Linked DNA regions of Mus musculus: regions 1, 2, 4 and 5 are each linked to region 3. A link is a contact called in public promoter capture Hi-C data. All regions are on one chromosome and are shown on one strand. The core of a region is the stretch at or near the end of the contact, and the rest is flanking DNA. Distances in the headings are between cores, read along the strand shown. Region 1 holds the start of Foxd1 (forkhead box D1). Region 2 holds the start of Cenph (centromere protein H). Region 3 holds the start of 6430562O15Rik (RIKEN cDNA 6430562O15 gene). Region 4 holds the start of Ccdc125 (coiled-coil domain containing 125). Region 5 holds the start of Arhgef28 (Rho guanine nucleotide exchange factor (GEF) 28).

The links. Promoter capture Hi-C pulls out the DNA fragments that hold promoters and counts their contacts.
Region 1: a contact with region 3 is called in a promoter capture Hi-C map of liver, with 3 times the contacts expected there. The contact joins the promoter of Foxd1 here to the promoter of 6430562O15Rik in region 3.
Region 2: a contact with region 3 is called in a promoter capture Hi-C map of liver, with 3 times the contacts expected there. The contact joins the promoter of Cenph here to the promoter of 6430562O15Rik in region 3. A contact is called at or near these places in 2 of 39 promoter capture datasets (hippocampal neurons and liver).
Region 4: a promoter capture Hi-C map of liver shows a contact between it and region 3, with 4 times the contacts expected there. The contact joins the promoter of Ccdc125 here to the promoter of 6430562O15Rik in region 3. A contact is called at or near these places in 2 of 39 promoter capture datasets (both in liver).
Region 5: a promoter capture Hi-C map of liver shows a contact between it and region 3, with 3 times the contacts expected there. The contact joins the promoter of Arhgef28 here to the promoter of 6430562O15Rik in region 3. A contact is called at or near these places in 2 of 39 promoter capture datasets (both in liver).

Annotation. Positions count from the first base shown.
Region 1 is chr13:98,352,927-98,355,626 of GRCm38.p6, forward strand. Foxd1 (forkhead box D1) reads left to right here and starts at 1,319. Exons shown (of 1, transcript NM_008242.2): 1 at 1,319-2,700. The coding sequence starts at 1,694.
Region 2 is chr13:100,774,557-100,777,256 of GRCm38.p6, forward strand. Cenph (centromere protein H) reads right to left here and starts at 1,343. Exons shown (of 9, transcript NM_021886.2): 1 at 1,131-1,343. The coding sequence starts at 1,246.
Region 3 is chr13:99,411,503-99,414,202 of GRCm38.p6, forward strand. 6430562O15Rik (RIKEN cDNA 6430562O15 gene) reads right to left here and starts at 1,324. Exons shown (of 2, transcript NR_015515.3): 1 at 340-1,324; 2 at 1-69. It overlaps Mrps27 (mitochondrial ribosomal protein S27), which reads left to right. Exons shown (of 11, transcript NM_173757.3): 10 at 693-863.
Region 4 is chr13:100,668,045-100,670,744 of GRCm38.p6, forward strand. Ccdc125 (coiled-coil domain containing 125) reads left to right here and starts at 1,437. Exons shown (of 12, transcript NM_183115.5): 1 at 1,437-1,807.
Region 5 is chr13:98,204,786-98,207,485 of GRCm38.p6, forward strand. Arhgef28 (Rho guanine nucleotide exchange factor (GEF) 28) reads right to left here and starts at 1,380. Exons shown (of 36, transcript NM_012026.2): 1 at 1,288-1,380.

The DNA.
Region 1 (2,700 bases), core at 69-2,568, 1.1 Mb before region 3:
CCTAGAGAAAGCCATTGAATTTTTATTCAGTTCTTGGCAAATGGCGATTTTAACCAGAAAGTTAAACTGGTAAGGCAAAGTTCCCTATTTGAAATCGAAACATCTCAGAAAAGGCAAACATCCAGAAAGCTAGGCTATCAAAATGAATTCGGATTACACAATTATTCGGATTTCCCGCCAGCCAGAACAAAACATTTAGCTGGTGGTAAACACAGGTGACCTTAAAACAGAATAATACTTTAATCATCCCTATTAGCTTGCCACTTGGAAGAAAAATGAATCGAGTGGAGTTGCATCCTGCATTTAAAATTTAAAAGTCGGGTTTTTTTTTAAAAAAAAGAGTATAAAAAGCATTTAATGTATTTTCCAAAATAAAAAATTGATCTCAAAGTTCATCTTTGCTACTGTCCTTTCTACTATCAATCCTTCCGGAACAACACTGTGTGTAAGTTATAATAATTCCAGTATTTAGAAAGTAGTGTGAAATGCTCCTTTAGAAATACCTTTTATTGAAAAGTATAGCGCTCTTTTTCCTAACATCTCAACAGTGTTTGAGTTGCTGCTATGTGTAATTTCTGTGTGTGTTTGGGTTTTCATTACAATTTTCTATTTCTTTTCCTCATTCAACCATTGCTTGCTCTATTCCCATGGAATTTGTGAGATGCTCTCATTAGAGTGGCTTAGTTTAGCTGTCAAGTCTCTAGGGCATTCAATTGCAGATAAATGACCAAAACGCCAGCCTAACCGCATTTTTATTAACAGATGGCGGAAAACAAACGTCTTTGGAGAAGAACCGAAGGGAAAGGGTTAAAGGGTCAATAAACAATTATTACCGTGCTCAAAATGGGGGATTTTTCATCAGATTCCACAGGCGGAGACTGGCCCAGTCCAGAGAGCTGGGACACCCTACCAGACTCCCTCGCTCAATATTCCAGTGAGCACCTCACACATAGAGCAGTTGTCCCCAGTGGGATGACTCCTACAGGCCACTGGGTTGTCCAATCGAAGCGTCCCCGGAGCGCTTGAGATTAGGGTTGAGGGCTAATCCGGGAGAATAAGGCTGGGGGTTTGAACTCCTGTAGCTCTCGGGTCGGCTCGCGGCTGGCTAGGGTGGGATTCAGGATAGCCAATATCTTGGCAAGAAATAGTGGGCTTCAGTCTCCAACTCTTGCTGCTGCCCCTCCTGCGGGTGAACTTTCTCTTCCTACACGCCGATTCCCTCGCCTTTCTTTTCCTTCCCTGGGCCGCGCTCTGACGTGCACACCATGTGACAGGCCCCCTTCTGCTATAAGCACAGACAAGGTCCGCCCTCTTCTGGACTCAGCCCTGGCCTTGCCGAGCTCCGTTTCTAGATTCTCACTCCTCCCGCGCCCTTCTGGGCGCCCGACACCGACTGGCCCGCCAGGGTCCAGCCACCCCCTCCTGGACTAACCGGGCTAAAGGGACCACAGTGGAAAAGGTCAAGTCTAGAGCGCCCGCCACCCGGTGCCCGCCGAGCCGGGGAGCGCAAACACCTCGCACAGCCCTGCTCGCCAAGTAGCGGAGCGGAGCGGCCCCAGCCACCTCCTGCAGCCGCGCGTCGCAGAGTGGCGTCCTCGCTCCGGGTCCGCCGCTCCGGGATCGGCCTGGGGAGGCCAGGGAGCCGGGAGCCCGGTGCCCCTATGTGCCGCCGCGCCACCGCGCCGCCCCAGCTATGACCCTGAGCACGGAGATGTCCGATGCCTCCGGCCTCGCGGAGGAGACAGACATCGACGTGGTGGGGGAGGGCGAGGACGACGAGGAGGAGGAGGACGATGACGACGAGGGCGGCGGCGGCCGCGGCGGCGGCGGGTCCCGGTTGCCGAGCTCGGCCCAGCGGCGGAGGCGCTCTTACGCCGGGGAGGACGATCTCGAGGACCTGGAGGAGGAGGACGACGATGACCTGCTGCTGGCCTCCCGGCCCGCCGCGTCCCCCGCGCCTCCGGGTCCTGCGCCCGCCCCGGGGACCGGGTCGGGCGGCTGCAGCGGCGCCGGAGCGGGAGGCGGCGCGGGAGGTGGTACGGGCGCGGGCACGGGCGGGGGCGCTAAGAATCCGCTGGTGAAGCCGCCCTACTCGTACATCGCGCTCATCACCATGGCCATCCTGCAGAGCCCCAAGAAGCGCCTGACGCTCAGCGAGATCTGCGAGTTCATCAGCAGCCGCTTCCCTTACTACCGGGAGAAGTTCCCCGCTTGGCAGAACAGCATCCGTCACAACCTGTCGCTCAACGACTGCTTCGTCAAGATCCCGCGCGAACCGGGCAACCCGGGCAAGGGCAACTACTGGACGCTCGACCCGGAGTCCGCAGATATGTTCGACAACGGCAGCTTCCTGCGGCGCCGCAAGCGCTTCAAGCGCCAGCCGCTACTCGCTCCCCACGCGGCGGCCGAGGCGCTGCTGCTGCGCGGTGCGGGGCCGGCGGCGGGCGCAGGGGACCCGGGCGCCGCGCTTTTCCCGCCGCCGCCGCCACCGCCCGCCTGCGGCTACGGAGCCTACGGCTGCGCCTACGGCCTGCAGCTGCCACCCTGCGCGCCGCCCTCCGCGCTCTTCGCTGCCGCCGCCGCGGCAGCCGCCGCCGCCTTCCATCCGCACTCGCCCCCGCCGCCTCCTCCTCCTCCGCCGCCGCCTCCCGGTGCGGCCGCCGAGCTGGCGCGGACCGCCTTCGGCTACCGGTCACACGC
Region 2 (2,700 bases), core at 93-2,592, 1.4 Mb after region 3:
AGGCAGGGTTTCTCTGTGTTGACCTGGTTGTCCTGGAACTCACTCTGTAGACCAGGCTGGCCTCGAACTCAGAAATCCGAGCCTCTGCCTCCCAAATGCTGGGATTAAAGGCGTGCGCCACCGCCACCCAGCTATAGGCTGCCAGTGTTTCACAGCAAGACCCTGTCTCAAAAATTCAAAACAAGTCTGTTATGAGTTTTAAAAAAATTTTTAGATGTATTTATTTTATGTATATGAGTACACCATTGCTTTCTTCAGACACACCAGAAGAGGGTATCAGACCCCACTGCAGATGGTTGTGAGCCACCATGTGACCTCTGGAAGAGCAGTCCAAGTTCTTTAACCACTGAGCCAACTCTCCAACCCTTTGTTATGCATTTTAAAGGTCTGCAAAAAACCTGTTAAATTTTTTTTTCTGCAAAGAACCACACAGCAAATAATTTAGGACTTGGCAGTCATATAGCCTGTTTTAACTATGTAACTCTGACCCTGTACCAGAAACCTGTGTCCCAATAAGCTGTATGAACACTAACATTTAGATTTCATGCATTACAAAATGTTTGGCTCCTATCTCTATTTAAATACGGAAAAACTATGCTGTAGTTGAGCTGTATGGCTCTTGCTACGCATACACCAGACGCTGCTTTTCTTAGCTTGAAGAGTTCACCATAGGCAGTAGGATAAACTTGGTCCAGGCCTTAGACTAAAGTTTCTGGCCGCCAAATTTTCTCTAAAAACTGCTGACTGGGGAGCATCATCGTCCTGGTAGGACGATAAACAACCGAAGCTTCTGGTCAGCAAAGGGTCTTGGTCCTCAAGGTGGACTGTGTCCTGTAACTTGGCGGTAGGTACTGCTCAGCCAGCCCGGACCACAGTGGCAAGACAGCACCGGAGGCCGGGTCGCAAGCCTGGCTCAAGACGGGCACAGCGCCACGTCCTCCTGCAGAATGTCCCACCCCAGCCCACTAGCCTCTCTGCGCGGAGGGCATCTTTTGCGGCTCTCTTCCCCACTGACAGGCCTAAAGCGGTGAAACTGATGGTGCCGCAAGCTTCGGAGCCCTAAATCAGCCAGGGAACCTGAATAGGAACCCTGAGCCTCCCGAGTGGGGGCGGATGCCCGCCGGGAGCACCTGAGCAGCAGGCTGATACGGTCCTCGATACGCTCCTCCGCGGCCTGCGACAGACCCCGCTTCTCTTCGCAGGCCTCAGCCCCGGCCTCAGACCTCTCCCGCGGCTGCTCCTCCATTGCAAAGGCCCGCAGGTTTGAACGCCACAGAAAATAACCCAGCAGTTCTTCCCGCCACGAAATTGGTTTCCGGAAGTTCCTACCCTTCCGGAAGGGTCCCGCCCCTTCCGCCCTGAGTCCCTCCTTCTGCTTCTCCCCTTGCAGCGGGTTGCCGTGGTTACCGTGCTGCGTTCCTTTTCTGAGGCTTCTTTCCACAATTGATTCTATTCCTCTAGCTAAGACTTTCACCAACACAGGCCATCGAAGCCTGTGGGTAGGGATAGATGGAGACGGGGCTCAGTGGTAGAACTCTTACCTAGCATGCCTAGTGTCTTGAGAAAACTTAGGATATAACTTAAACTGTATCTTTAGCGTGGCCCGGAGGGGTAAAACTTAGTGCTTAAACAGATGTCAACAGTCGTCCTGGCTGGCGCTATTATTGCCCCTATTATTACACTCCAGGTCAGGGTTTGGAGAATGGGTTTGCCCTGCATCAAATTCCCTCCAGAACTGGAGTTACACGCAGTTGTAAGCCACTTGATGTGGGGGTTAGGAATCGAGCCTGGGTCCTCCAAAGAGCCAGTGCTCTTAACCGCTGAATCATCTCTCTAGCTTCTACTCTCACTTTGAGAAAGGGTCTCATGCAGCCAAAGCCGATCTTGGACTATCAATCCTCCAAGTACTGTGAACCTGCAATATTATATTGAAAGGCTTTCTTGCTGTTCCGAGAACAGATCTGGGGTCCCTATTATAACTCCTGAGGGCCATACCTTTAGTTTAGTGGAGAAATGAATGCCTCAACCAGGAGGCAGTGCTGGCACATGCTCTCCAGACTTTACCATGCCACTAACACGCCCTTTCAGTTCCTGGCACGGGTACTCCATCCGACTATCAGTGAAAATTCTATCAGAAACTGGAAAGGGTATCTGCAATCCTAGAGCAGGAGGTTGGGCAAAAATGTGATGAGTTCGAGGCCAGCCTAGGATACACAGTGAGTATGAGACAGAGAACATGTCAAGATCCTGTCAGAGGGTTGGGATTAGAAATCACGTTGAGAATTGGGTGCCCCCAGTGTCGCTGACTTGACACTTGAGCCTTGACGTTGAGAGGCGAAAATGCTGTACATGAGCCTTGCGTGGTCACTTGAGGGATAAGTCCTTGCAGAACAAACAAAACAGCAGCTCTTTGAAGGGGAGGGCTGTGGTCCTTCATAGCTTTTGTCCAAGTTGATCATACCATGCTTATTGTTAACACAGTCCTGTTATCAAAGTACTACAGCTGCCATTTGTCTTTTTAAAGATTCATTTATTTATGTATATGAGTACACCGTAGCTGTACAGATAGTTGTGAGCCTTCATCTGGTTGTTGGGAAATCAGTTTAGGACCTCTGCTCACTCCAGTCAGCCCCCACCCCTCACTCAGTCCCTGCTTGCTCCAGCCCCAAAGATTTACTATTATAAATAAGTACACTGTAG
Region 3 (2,700 bases), core at 74-2,573:
TATGTGTGCAGAATTGGTATTTATTCCGTTTAAAAGGATGAAAAGAAACCACAAACATTTTCAGTGTGGCTGTCAAAAAGGCAATGGAAAATCAGATTATTGTTGATTCATACATCATTAAGTGAAAGGAAAGCTGTCTGCTCCCTTACATTCAAGCTCAGATCAATAAATACCACCCTCTTCACCACCTCCCCCATCCAAAAGGGATTTACGGCGGTGGAATAGAAACTTAAGTAGTTTTGGTGGATTTACCCCTCCTGTAGTATGGAGAGACTACATAGCACTTTTCTCCATTATCCTTGGCTATTGGTAAAGTATCTGTCTCACAAGCTTACGTACCTGAGTTCAGATCCCCAGAACCACTTAAAAAGCCAGGCCCAGGAGTGCAGTTATCGTCCGGTAATGGCAGGGAGGGAGCAGAGAGACATGAAGCCCTGGGAGCTGGCTAGCTGCCTAGCCTACACCCTTGGAGATGCTCTTCTGTGTGGCCTTGACTCTGAAATGCCAAGGCTCACCACTCAGCTTTCATTTCTGTCCTGAGGTCCTCAACCCAGTGTCTCCCATGGCACATTATGCTGATATCATTAATGCTCTTTCTCAGTCATTATAACCAAGGAACACACACTTTGAAGTTGGCCTGCACACAGTCAAGTCTATAACAGATGTCCTCCTGACTCTCCTGTGCCCTACAGCTCGATGTGCTGGATGGAGTCCTGAAGGTGGTGACGTCTCCAGATGTCCAGACTTCAGAGGCACAGCCTCAGGAAGGTGAAGATGGCTTGGGCTCAGCAAACCTGGTGGAGCAGCTAGACACTGAGGAACCAGAACAGTCCAAGCTTCCCCGATACCTCGAGCGCTTTCAGGTGATTCGTAGTAGAAACTGAGCCTTTTCCTGCATCAGTCACACACAAAGGCATGAAAAACTCGCATCAAGAATTGCAGTTGTGTTCCTTCCCACAGACCGTGGCCTTTTGGGAAAGCAGTGGCATTGTTACGACTTCATGCTTGAGCTGATGTCACGGTTCCGTTCCCTGGGGCAGCACGGCACCCCAGCGGCTTCTCAACAGCAGCCTGATTCCCACTCAGGGTGGCAAGTGACCAGCCATTTCTCTACACTACACCAAATGTGCTGGGTCAGTCACAGCTTCAGCAGAGATAAGACTCACGAATCCTTTGTGGCGCTTAGCTGGCAGCTTTGTGCTGTTCAGCAGGGCCATTAGAGACACTGCCTGTGGACAGGTTTCCAGAACAGTGCTGAGCACTCAAACTGTCAGTGAGCTCTCTGTCCCAAATGCTCTGCTGTTTGTGTCAGGGAAGAAAATCCCTGAGCCTGCTCTCTGCTTTGTTTCTTGTCTCTTTAATACAAAAAGAAGGAAGTACTTTCAGGTTATGATGTCATCATAGGAGCGGGAGAATTCTCCTCCCACGCCTGCTGCTGCACTGTGCCTTTTCACAGCAGGAAGGAGAGCTGGGCTCCTGCCCGTGAGTCTGTCTCTTCTGACCCAGCAATGGCAGGCCTTGCCGTAGCACAGGATCCCATGGTATTTTAGGGTTTTTTCTCCCCAATACTTCTGAAGGGAAGTCATTCTTAGCTTCTCTCCTGTAATTTGAAACTAAGAATAAAAAGATTGATGTTCCTTGTCATACCCCAAGGACAAAGCAGAGTAGAGAACTTAGACACAGTTCTTTCTCTTAACTTTGCTTGTCAGTGTATAAAACTTAAAGAAAACAAGAATCACCACACTTGCTGGGCGTGGTGGTGCACGACTTTAATCCCAGCACTCGGGAGGCAGAGGCAGGAGGATTTCTGAGTTTGAGGCCAGCCTGGTCTACAGAGTGAGTTCCAGGACAGCCAGGGCTACACAGAGAAACCCTGTCTTGAAAAAACAACATCAACAACAAAACATTAAAAAAAAGAATGACCACACTGCTGAATGCTGCCTGAGGTTGCTGAGCCACTGTCAGGCGTCAGGTTTGCCTGGGTTTTGTAAATGTTGTACTCAGTTTTGATTGCTTTTTGACTTTTGGCCGTTTTTTGTCCGTTGCGTCTCAGAGGATGGAGACCTTTGTCTTCACTAGCTTCTAGCCCTTTTACTGCCATGGGACACTGTCTGAGCATCCAAGAAAGAACAGAAACACATGTTTGTAGCCTGCCATCTGTGACCTTAGCTATGTTAGCAGCTGTAAGCCCCCTCCCCCATTTCCTTTATCCTCACAGGAGGCCTGGGCGGGAGAGTCTCGGCTTATGTGACCCAGCAGTGAGCTGGGATTTGGACAAAGCCAACCTCCTCACAGTTGAGATTTCCTGGCTTTCTCTTTGGCCTCAGACTACCTGGAAAATTATGTTAGGAAGAAATGGTTTTCAGTTTACATTTTCTTCCTGTTGCCTGCTTTTCATTAGTCTGAGGTCATCTGTTTGGGTCTGTTTTTATAATTAGTCTGCTCCTTAGATCCCATCGGTCTGGCCCCCTTTGCCGTTCTGCCAGATCCTATGCTGTACGCTAAGTCACCTCGGGGTGCGAGCACATGTGACTCTCAGCTGCAGCTGGGGTCCTAAATGTCACTCTCTGGTGATCTGTGTCTAGAAGCACTTAAATTGATTAATGCTTTTAGTAAGTCTCTGGGCTGCTACACTGACCCTACCAGGCTGCCCTCTCAGACGGAGCTGTAAGCAGGCAGGAGGGAAGGGCTGACCTGTGG
Region 4 (2,700 bases), core at 187-2,686, 1.3 Mb after region 3:
CCCAGGACAGCCAGGATAAAGAAACCCTGTCACAGAAGAAGAAAAAAAAAATCTGATTTAAGATTTGGTGACTTTGCCGGGCAGTGGTGGCGCACACCTTTAATCCCAGCACTTGGGAGGCAGAGGCAGGCGGATTTCTGAGTTTGAGGCCAGCCTGGTTTACAGAGTGAGTTCCAGGACAGCCAGGGCTACACAGAGAAACCCTGTCTTGAAAACAACAACAACAACAAAAAAAACAAAAAACAAAAAAAAAGATTTGGAGACTTAAATGTAGTCTCGGGGTGTGGCTCAGTGATGGCAAATGTTTAGATGTACAAAACCTGGCTTAGTCACTCACTGTTCTACTGCTGTGAAAAAACACCGTGACCAAGGCAACTTATAAAAGAAAGCATCTGATTGGGAAGTTTGCTTACAGTTTCAGATGGTGAGTCCACGGCCATCATCGTGGGGAGCACCGCTCTGGAACAGTAGCTAAGAGCTTACACCTGACCCACAAGCAGAAGAGAGAGACTGGTCCACCTTCAGTGACACACCCCCTCCACCAAAGTCACACCTCCTAATCGGTCCCAAACCTAGTAGTTCCACTAACCAGAGACTAAGCATTCGAAAAATATAAGCTTATAGGAGCCATTCTCAAACAAACCGTCACAAGCTCACTGTGATTACCAGCACTTCAAAAAAAGACACACTTCACATCTGTTAAAAGAGTTGCTTGTGTGTGCGGTGTATTTGTAGAATAGACGAATGTAAGTACATGTGTGCACGTGTTAATGGACCTTGCAGTTCACACCAGGTGTCTTCTTTTCTCCATCCCCCTACCCGCCCGCCCCCATGCCCAGGAGTCCTGATATATTAGTTTTAATTAATCAATTTTCCGGTGGACATACGTTTGCAGATTTTTACTATCACAAACACATGAGTGATAACATATATTAGTATGCCGGCAGTCTGAAACATGTTTTTTAATGAGCTTTGAATTCACACAGCCACTCCTGGAAGTAGTGCACTAGTTTCAACACAGGTATAGAATCACGTAGCTAGGTGATTGCATGAAGTTTATGAGAAAGACTCCCAAGATAAAATCCGTTCTAAGTCGGATTTTCCTCATGTCTAAGTAACTAAGGACAATACAGACTAGACTGGCTCTAGTCTGCGAAGTTCATTAGTGCCAGAGAAGGATCTGATGTCTATTTCTACCAGAGTAATCTTCAAGCCTGGGAAAGTGTTTGAAAATAACAAAGTCTTCGGTTAAGGGTATTGGCACAGAGAATTAGAACACAACCATTTCAACAAGGTCATGAAGTTGATCCAGTATGGCGGATGGGTTAGTGCGAGGTAGCACCTGTGATAGGAAAGGAGCAGGGGTCGCTCTCCAGGCATTGCCTCCCGCTCCGCCTGTGCTTCAGCGCTCCCTCTGGCCCAGGCTGCCTTCAGGGTTCCTAACCGGGCTTTCTAATGCCGAAAGCCGGTGTTCCGAGATCTACCTCTCCGGGAACCCCAGCTCCGGCACACTTTTCTCTTAGGGGGTTCCTGAAGTCCCAAGGTTGGGACTCATAATTTTCCATGTATTGACGCTCACCTTGCCCCAGTCTGTTCTAAATCTCAGACTTTTATTTGCCCGTCGGTTTGTCCATCCGGCTTTGGAGCTGAAGTTGGAGGAGGGCAGCTAACATCCGGTTGCACGGAGGCACGGATACTGGGCTCAGGAGAGCTGAAGCGCCGCTGGCCCACCCGGACCTGGCGATCCTTTCGGGTCCCCTGCGGTGGTCGTGCAGTCACGTGGCCCGAGGACGCGTGGCGGAGTGGGGTGAGCCTCTGAAGGGGCGCGCGGGCTGCGCAGCGGAAGGTTCGATCCTTGGGACGGATGCGCAGAGTGCCAGCGTCAGGCCAGGACACCGGGAACCCGCGGTGGGGAGGGTATGGAGCCGAGCTGCCCAGGAGTGGAAACTGCAGGTGGTGGTCAGACTAGCAATAGGGCTCCTTTCCCCACATAGAGCCAGCCATTAATGGTCTGACACCGAAGAATACCGATTTCAAAAACTCTGTTTCTGTCTTTTCTTGCTATTATTTAACTATTAGTTTTGAGCCATAAAGCTGTAACGCACTAAATGCTATGCAATATCCTGGTTTCAATATCTTGAAACAAAAAGGAACGAACAAAAGCCCTCGAGAAAAACAGGAAATCTACGGAAGTGTGTGGTTTAGTTTAACCTGCGCTGGTGTCTTTGTCTCAATTTTTGATAAATGTACCCTGATGCTAACTTTAGAGGAATTTAAGTGACGGGCATAGAGGTCTAAATCTTTGCAACTTATTGTAAATCTAAAATTATTCTAAAGCTAAAAGTTAATATATACAGCCCACAGCAAAGAGAAGCGGCTCATGGTTCACCAAGGAGGGTTTATGTTAGTTTTTTCCCCACCAAGCCGGACAGGACAGGAAGTAGGTAGCTGTTTGATCAACTTGTTTGCTAAAAGCAAAGTTGTCAGGCTGGTGGGGGTAGATCCTGCTGCCTAAGTTTTTCCCTTTGGAATGTGTCCTCTCTCATTTCGCTTCAACAAATATCTTGGAGAATCTGTTAGATGTGAGCAAATGAGACATACCTTTATTGGAGCCATGGAATGTGTTAGGGTAAGAGAGGGACATCCTTAGATCTGTTTAAAAAGTATTGACTCAGCACGGTGTGTAGGGTGGCTCTGTTG
Region 5 (2,700 bases), core at 130-2,629, 1.2 Mb before region 3:
CACTATAAAGTCTGCATCGGAATATCACTTTGAAATGCTACAACCTCTCCAAAAGGCATCTGCAATGTTCTCTTCCTTCAAACACTCCAAAGGAGTTAGCGCTACTATTCATCAAGATTAGACAAACACCTATTTGTTTTAACATTCACATAAAAACTCAAAATAGAGCTATGGAAAGCTTCCCAGGAAAGGTTATCAGAGCTTGAATTATCGTGTTCAAAGTGGTTTCCACAGAGCCTAACTAGGGCAAGCCTTTGATTTTGTTTGTGTTGTTGAGAATAGAATTTCATTTTACTGAGACAGCTTCAGGGTCTAGGAACACGAGAGGGCAAAGTACAGAAAAGCAGTGTGTCCGTTCTTTATAACTGTAATTCTTGACTGCTTGGTGCAGAATCGAGTGCTCAATCTCTACAACTTGGAGTGTGTAGAGGCTGGCACTTGAGCAGGGGTCAGGGAGTCAGATGCTAGCAAACACAGATGTTACCCTTCCCCTGGGCCCACCCAGCTGCAACCAATAGGCAGGCTCTGTGGGCTCCTAAAGTAGTCTCCCTTAGAAACCTAACTGGTGTCTGGGAAACCAGAGCTGGGTTTCCTGGGTGGTCTGAACACCCAGCGTTCACAGAGCTCACAGCAAGCGAGAACGCCTTCTCCACCTGTGACCCCTACCACCCACAACCGAGTATTCCAGAGAAACTCATGGCACAAGCGCACGGATTCCCACCCAATGCTAAAAGCCCCTCCCAAACAAGATGACCATAGATGCTTTTATAAACTCAGCAAACGTTTCCACAAGAAATAAATGTCCTGAACTTGAGACTGACCAGCAGTCTGGGGTACATCCCACACACACACCAAGCATATAGGTGAAGCTGGCCAGAAACACAGATGGGAAGAGGAGAACCAGGCTCTCGAGGTTCACCCTTCTCCAGCCGCCTGCCTCTGATTTCCATCGCTTGCAACTAGCTTTGGTTGAGCTCCGTCACCCTCTGCCCCCTCCCACCCCGCTTGCCCGAGAGGGTGAGGGGTGGCCGCTGCCTCCCGTTTGCGCTTCACAGCTGCTGCCTCCGACCCGGCAGCGCCATGCACTTGTTGCCATCCCCAGGTACCAGGAGGCGGCGCCCATTCCTCGGGCTGCCCAGCCGACAGAGTGCAGCCTTTCACCACCTCTGCAGACCCCTGCGTCCTCGGGGACCCTAGAGAAACTTTGTCCCCTGAGAACTCCGGTGGGCAAACTTCGCCCAGGGCTGCGGGGAGACAAGAGGGATGGCTCCCGTAATCCGCCTTTACCTGGAGCTGTGGCTCGGGAACGCCAGGAGCCCTGGCCAGGCGCTGTCCCCGAGGCCTGCCGAGGGCGACCCGCCGGCCAGCGTCGCCCGGAGCGGGGAAGCCGGTCCCCAGCTGCCCACGCCCCTCCGCTCCGCTGGCCGCACCGAGGGGCGGAGCCGCAGCTCCCCCCACCCCACCCCACCCCCGCTCGCCCGCCCGCCGCGCCCACAGCTGGGGCCACCCCCTGCGCCCCCTGGTCCCCGCCTGCCCACCTCTGGCCAGCCGGGCTCGTCGCCGCCTCATCACATGGCCGCGCCCGCCACCAGCTCCAGGAGGAAACCTGAAGCTGCTGCGGCTCCGCCGCCCCCTCCCTTCGCGGGGCGGCGGCCGGTCGCCTCGGCTTTCCTCCGGCGGCGGGCACGGAGCGGGACCTGCTGGGCCAGGGCAGGGTTGCACCCTAGCGGCGGCGGCGCCCGCTCGCCCCGGGGGCCTCCACGCCCTAGTGGCGCCGGAGGAAGGAGCTGGCCGGTCGGCTCCTAAAGGGAGCCGTGCCAGGCCAGAGGGAGGCTCGGGTTGTCCTCAGCTCAAAGCCACCACACCCGGGACATAATAGTGCCCGGGTCTGTTACAATAGGAAGTACTATTTTAAAACAGCCGACTCCCTCTAATTCATGAGGATGATGGAGGTTCCTCTGGCCCAAAGCTTTGCAGGCTCGATTCCCTATGCGTTTATGCAAACAGGTGCCTAAACGGCACCAACATTTGTTTGTTTGTTTTTGAGAAAGCCATAGCCACTTTTACAACACCTAACAATGTGAAAGGACCCCTTGGATCTTAAAGCACTGAGGCACTTAGCACTGAGTTGTCCCGAGTGAAAAGTCTCGCCATTGTACAGCTTACTATAAAATAAGCTTAAGATGATTATTCCAGCTTTAAAGATAAAATTAAGCGTCTACTTTTCTAAGTTCCTTTAATATTACCTTTATTTTTCTCAAGAAGACAGACCGACTACATGGACAGGAGAGATGTGTTGGCCCGTCCCAAACCATCACTGCCAGATGCCCTGGGCCACCCTCCTAACATACCTGTTTAACCAGAGCCTAAAGAATGGCAGGATGGCAAAAAAAAACCAAAAAAACAAAAAACAAATCAAACAAAAACAAAAAAACAAAACCCAGGGTCTGAGGTCTTTAGCCCTGTCTTAGGGCAAACGCTGCCCTTCCTTCTTTATAAAGGACCTGACATTGGCCTTGCAGTATTGACACTTGTATTCATATCCTCTGATGTCACACTGCAGAACCTTAGGTCCCAAAGAAGAGTGTTCTCCACTGAAGAACTACGAAGTCCCGAAGATAAAAAATAAAAGCAATAACACTTTTCTCGAACATCAATATTTTCAATGTGAAAAAGTCAACTGGAGATTGGCTGAATCAA